2 separate regions of the Mus musculus genome follow, and region 2 is linked to region 1. A link is a contact called in public HiChIP or PLAC-seq data. All regions are on one chromosome and are shown on one strand. The core of a region is the stretch at or near the end of the contact, and the rest is flanking DNA. Distances in the headings are between cores, read along the strand shown.

Region 1 (2,571 bases), core at 21-2,520:
TTTTAGGAGATGGAGGCTTCCTTTTGCACAGGCTGAGCCAGTTAATAGCCACTTTCCCTCAAACTCCATTTCCATGAGCAACCTGAACTACACCTCACAGCCCCAGGGGCCCCAGTGAAGCAATCCAGCGGATACTCTGACATCCTTCAGGGAAACAGGGTTAGAAGTCTCCAGGGCAGGGAGGTGAAAAGGGCAAGCCAAGGCTAACCAGGTGACTGCAAACTCCTGGGGTGGGGGTGGGTGAGGAAAGGGTGTCAGGTCAGGGCTGGACTGGGCAGCTTCCAAAAGGCAGAGGTAGATCATCAGGGAGCAGACACGTCTCTCTTCCCACCATCCCTTACACCAGTCAAAAAAGACTTAAAAGATGTAAAAAATCGTACTTCTGAAACACCGACCAACTGTAAATTCACTAGAAAAGAAATTTTCAAGAGCAAGAAGATCCCCGTCTCGGTTTCTACAAACGCTCAAACTTTTAAACTTTTTTTTGGGGGGGAGAGTGGGGGGAGATGTGGAAAAAAAATGCAACCAAGTTTAAGTGTGCAAGGAACGCAACAGCCACGTGTTTGACGGAAGCACAAGCTACCTGGACACAAAGGGGTCCCCGACCCCAGAGGGGACCGAAAGCAAAGGTCGAGAGGGGGAGGGGCTGTCAGGAGCCGGGGTCCGCAGGTAGGGGCTCTGTCAGGCTGCGGGAAGCTGGGGTTGGTCAGATCAGCAGGATGGGTGGGCAGGAACCCGGCTAAGGGCTGGGGTCGCAAGGACGGGGACCCAAGGTGGGCAGGGTCGGTCGGACCAGGCCCAGAGACGCTCGCCGGGTCTGGGAAGCGGGGCCCTCAGCAGCACGGCCCGAGCAGACCCCCGGCGTCGGCAGCACTCGACCCGGCCCAGCCCGCCGAGCGCTCCCAGGCCCGGTGCCCAGGGAGGGCGCGGCTCGCCCGCCCGCCCGCCCGCTCGCCACTCACTCTCGGTGACCCGGTTGAGGCGTAGGACGTGCTCGGGGCGGATCGTGTCCAGGGCCAGCAGCTCCTGCTCCGTGACGGCGGCCCCGGAGCCGTCGTCGGGCGTGTGTGGGGGCCCCTGGCGTCGCGCCTTGAGCCGGTTCAGGACGCCGCCGCCGGCCTTCTTCTTCTCCTCCTTGCCAGCCACCAGCCCGCCGGGCCCAGCCTGCGAACCCGCAGTCGCAGCCTTCGGGTTCGACCCGCTCATCGCTCCACCACCAAGATGGCCGCCACCTCAGGGGCGCCGTAACTATGGAGAGCGGGGGCGGGACCCTGGCGCCCAGGGCGGGGCCTGAGCTCCTGGGGGGCGAGGCCCGGGCTCCTGGGGGCGGGGCCTGTGGAGGAGCCGCCTCCTGGAAGGTGCGAGGGTGCTGACCTGAGAATCTTCACACTCCAGTCACTCTGGATATTTAAAACACATGCTTTTTTTTTTTTTTTTTTAAATTATTAGATATTTTCTTTATATACATTTCAAATGCTATCCTGAAAGTTCCCTATACCCTCCCTCCGCCTTGCTCCCCTACCCACCCACTCCCGCTTCTTGGCCCTGCATTCCCCTGTACTGGGGCATATAAAGTTTGCAATACCAAGGGGCCTCTCTTCCCAGTGATGGCCGACTAGGCCATCTTCTGCTTCATATGCAGCTAGAGACATGAGCTCTGGGGGTACTGGTTAGTTCATATTGTGGTTCCACCTATAGGGTTGCAGACCCCTTCAGCTCCTTGGGTACATTCTCTAGCTTCTCCATTGGGGACCCTGTTTTCCATCTTATAGAAGACTGTGAGCATCCACTTCTGTATTTGCCAGGCACTAGCATAGCCTCACAAGAGACAGCTATATCAGGGTCCCTTCAGCAAAAAAAAAAAAAAAGATTTATTTAGTAAACTGTAGCTGTCTTCAGACACACCAGAAGAGGGCATCAGATCCTGTTACAGATGGTTGTGAGCCACCATGTGGTTGCTGGGATTTGAACTCAGGACCTCTGGAAGAGCAGTGCTCTTAACCGCTGAGCCATCTTTCCAGCCCAGGCCTCCTCCTCCTCCTCCTCCTCCTCCTCCTCCTCCTCCTCCTCCTCCTCCTCCTCCTCCTCCTCCTCCTCCTCCTCCTCCTCCTCCTCCTCCTCCTCTTCCTCCTCCTCCTCCTTCTTCTTTTTTTTTTTTCAATCAATTCATTATTTGAACATCCTACCTGCTCCCCAAAAGAGATTTCTGGTATAGTCCAAAGCTACATGGTCCATGATTGGTGAACACAGTTTTCATGGTTTTGTTTGTTTTTGATGTTCTAGTAATTCCTGAAAGCTCTGTATGGGGCTTGGAGTGATGATGTCATATATGTGAATGATAAGGCTCACACATGTGACTTGCTTCCCAGCTGACAGAACTGTTTGGAAAGAACTAGGAGGTGTGGTCTCAGAGGAGGTGTGTCACTGGGAGTGGGTTTCAAGGTAGCAAAAGCCCACATCAGGCCCTGTTAACCCTCTCTGCATCTGGTTTAGTGTCAAGATGTGAGCTCTCAGCTACTGCTCCAGTGTGGACTGCCTGCCTGCTTGCCTGCTACCATGTTCCCTGTCACA
Region 2 (2,571 bases), core at 30-2,529, 310 kb after region 1:
TCCCAAGTACACCACTATGCCCGGCCACATTAATTTTTTTTTTAAAAAAGGTGAATTTCACAAAAGTACCTAGATCATGAGGTGTTATATGTATGCTCAGTCCTTAGGGAGCACACATGAGAGGGCACTCGAGCACATACACACATACACACACACACATATATATATATACATACATACAGAGATACACATACATATACATACACACATAGAGACACACAGACACACACACATCATAATACAGGCACACAGACTCACACATACATATACACATACATACATATACACACATACTCACATGCATATGCACACACACACAGAGACACAGAGTAAACAGGCTGGAAAGCCAGCTCAGCAGTTAAAAGTCATAACTGCCTTTGTAGAGAACCCGGGTTTCACTCCCTGGACTCATGCCTGCCCACACCCACACGGCCAGTTCCAGGGAATCCCGCAGCTCCTCACTTTCCCCGTGCAGGCAATATGCATAGACCAGACATATACACAAACACATACATACAAATAATCAAGGGTGAAGACAAACATTGAGAAGATGAACATACGGCCAGGGGGAGTTAGTGGCTAGCCTGTTCCAGGACAAGGCTGGAGAGATGAAGAAGTGCTGAGCCATCTCTCCAGCCCAGTATGTGTGAGTTTTTCCTGAGTCTTTTGAGGAAAGGTCTTTTCCTTAAAACTGGTTTTTTTTTTTTAAAGACAGGATCTGTTGGTAACTGGGTAACCTGGAACTTGCTCTGTAGACCAGGCTGGCTTTAAGCTTACAGAGATCTGCCTGCCTCTGCCTCTCCCTTCAACTGCCATAATGTATTTTTTTAATCTTTATAATTGTGGGCACATACGGGGGGGGGGGGTGTTAGCGCATTATAGTTTTATATTGATGAAATATTTACATCTAATGTACTATTTCCTACTATTATTAGTTGACCGAAAAATTTTTTTGCTATTGCCAGCTTGTTTGTTTGTTTGTTTGTTTGTGACAGCGTCTCACTTTTTAGCCCTGGCTGTCCTGGGCCAGGCTGGCCTCAGATTTACAGAGGTCCACCTGCCTCTGTCTCTCAAGGGCTGGGATTAAAGGTATGTGGTATCATGCCTGGCTCTATTTTATTTTAATTTTTTTGAGACGGACCCATGTAGCCCAGGATAGTCTAGAACTGGTTCGTAACCAAGGATGACCTTGAACTCTCTACCTCGCTGAGGTGACCAGCTTAGGGTGTGTTGGAGGTGGAGCTCTCTCAAAGCAAGTCTTGGTCCTCCCCGGACCGTCTGGGGCTGGAATGAGGCGGTTCACTGCCTCTCTTTTGTTGTCTTCCCATCCAGCACTTTGAGAAACACCTTTGTCTGCGGTCAGTTGTTTTTGGCTTAAGTGATTTCGAACAGCTATAGAAAAAAGTAATAAATGGTGCAGTCAGTCGGGAGCTGCGGGGATGGCCCAGTGGGTAGAGCATCAGCTGCGCAGTCACGGGGAGTTCTTATCCACAGCGCTGTCGTGAAAGCATGCATCTGGAACCTAGTGCTGGGGCCTTCCTGGTCACACAGTGTAGACGGTGGGGAAGCTCTAGGCCCTGGGAGAGACCCAGCCTCAAAATAAAATAAGGCAGAGAGCAACAGGAAAGGACACTCGTGAGTTGCTGAGCCCTTGCATGCATACACACCCATGCACCACACATGCTGAGCCTGCAAGGGCTGGTGAGGGAGAACCAGGGAGCTAATCGGATCTGAACCGGAATTCCAGTGCTCCGTGAGCACTGACAGAAGGCTTTCTTCTTCTGGGTGATAGAATGCCCACCCTCAGAGGAATCGCGGGACGACGCAGGAGGAACTGTAGCCTCCGTGCAGAGAGAGGAGAGACCTGCCTGACACCAGCGTAACAAGGCCTCAGTGGTCTCGTGTGGGTGCCACGGGCAGAGATGGCATTGTGTGCAAGGGCCCTGGTCTGATCTCTGCAAACTCTTGAGAAACAGCAAGTCGGGGCGTAGAGGCAGGAAGAGAAAGCTGTGTGAGAGATCGGGAGCAGAAGAAGATGGGAGCCCGGGTGGGAAGAGTTGGGTAACAGGGTTGTGTTGTTCTTATCCAGTTTCAGCTCTCTGTGCCTCAGTTTCCGTGTGAGCCCCTCACCAGGCCTCCCTGATACAGCACTTGAGAGGTCTTGTAAGATGATAAACGCTGTGCCCAGCTTGGGGCTTGGTGCATAGAAGTCTACTGGAAACCTAAGGCTTATCTGTGACAAGCTAGCTGTAGGAAGACTATGAGCACCCTCAGATCCAAGCTGGCCTTGCCCCCCGCTGAGGGCAAGGTTTCTCACCCCGTCGCTTTGTCCCATCAGGTTACCCAGGGTTCCAAGCCACGACCTACGCCAGCCGGAGTTACACAGGCCTTGCCCCTGGTTACACCTACCAGTTCCCCGGTAAGTCCCCCTGGGTGTCTCTCCACATGTCCAGCATGTCCCCAGTTCCAGACAGTGTGACTCCTCCTCAGGGTGGCGGGCATCTAGAGTGCATGGCCGGATGCTTGGAAGGAAGGGCGTGTCCGAGGAGTCTCTTTCTCCCACCCCCTCCA

Evidence for each region. HiChIP or PLAC-seq counts read pairs in DNA pulled down with a chosen protein or histone mark.
Region 2: a contact with region 1 is called in an H3K4me3 HiChIP or PLAC-seq map of embryonic stem cells, with 4 times the contacts expected there. The contact joins the enhancer-like site here to the promoter of Unc119b in region 1. A contact is called at or near these places in 15 of 484 Hi-C or Micro-C datasets (the G1E-ER4 cell line, Sertoli cells, cardiomyocytes and 7 more), 7 of 115 datasets of contacts at active chromatin or transcription factors (embryonic basal ganglia, embryonic forebrain, embryonic limb bud and 3 more) and 4 of 9 other capture datasets (adipose tissue, embryonic stem cells, liver and 1 more).

Annotation. Positions count from the first base shown.
Region 1 is chr5:115,133,705-115,136,275 of GRCm38.p6, forward strand. Unc119b (unc-119 lipid binding chaperone B) reads right to left here and starts at 1,271. Exons shown (of 5, transcript NM_175352.4): 1 at 963-1,271. The coding sequence starts at 1,206.
Region 2 is chr5:115,443,057-115,445,627 of GRCm38.p6, forward strand. It overlaps Msi1 (musashi RNA-binding protein 1), which reads left to right. Exons shown (of 15, transcript NM_008629.2): 10 at 2,339-2,419. Among named protein-coding and RNA genes, the nearest start is that of Msi1, 15 kb to the left of the region's middle. Within about 2 kb of position 1,280, at least 8 of the 459 cell types and tissues checked have an H3K27ac peak or open chromatin away from gene starts, as enhancers often do. A contact at or near this core is called in embryonic stem cells, where this site is marked.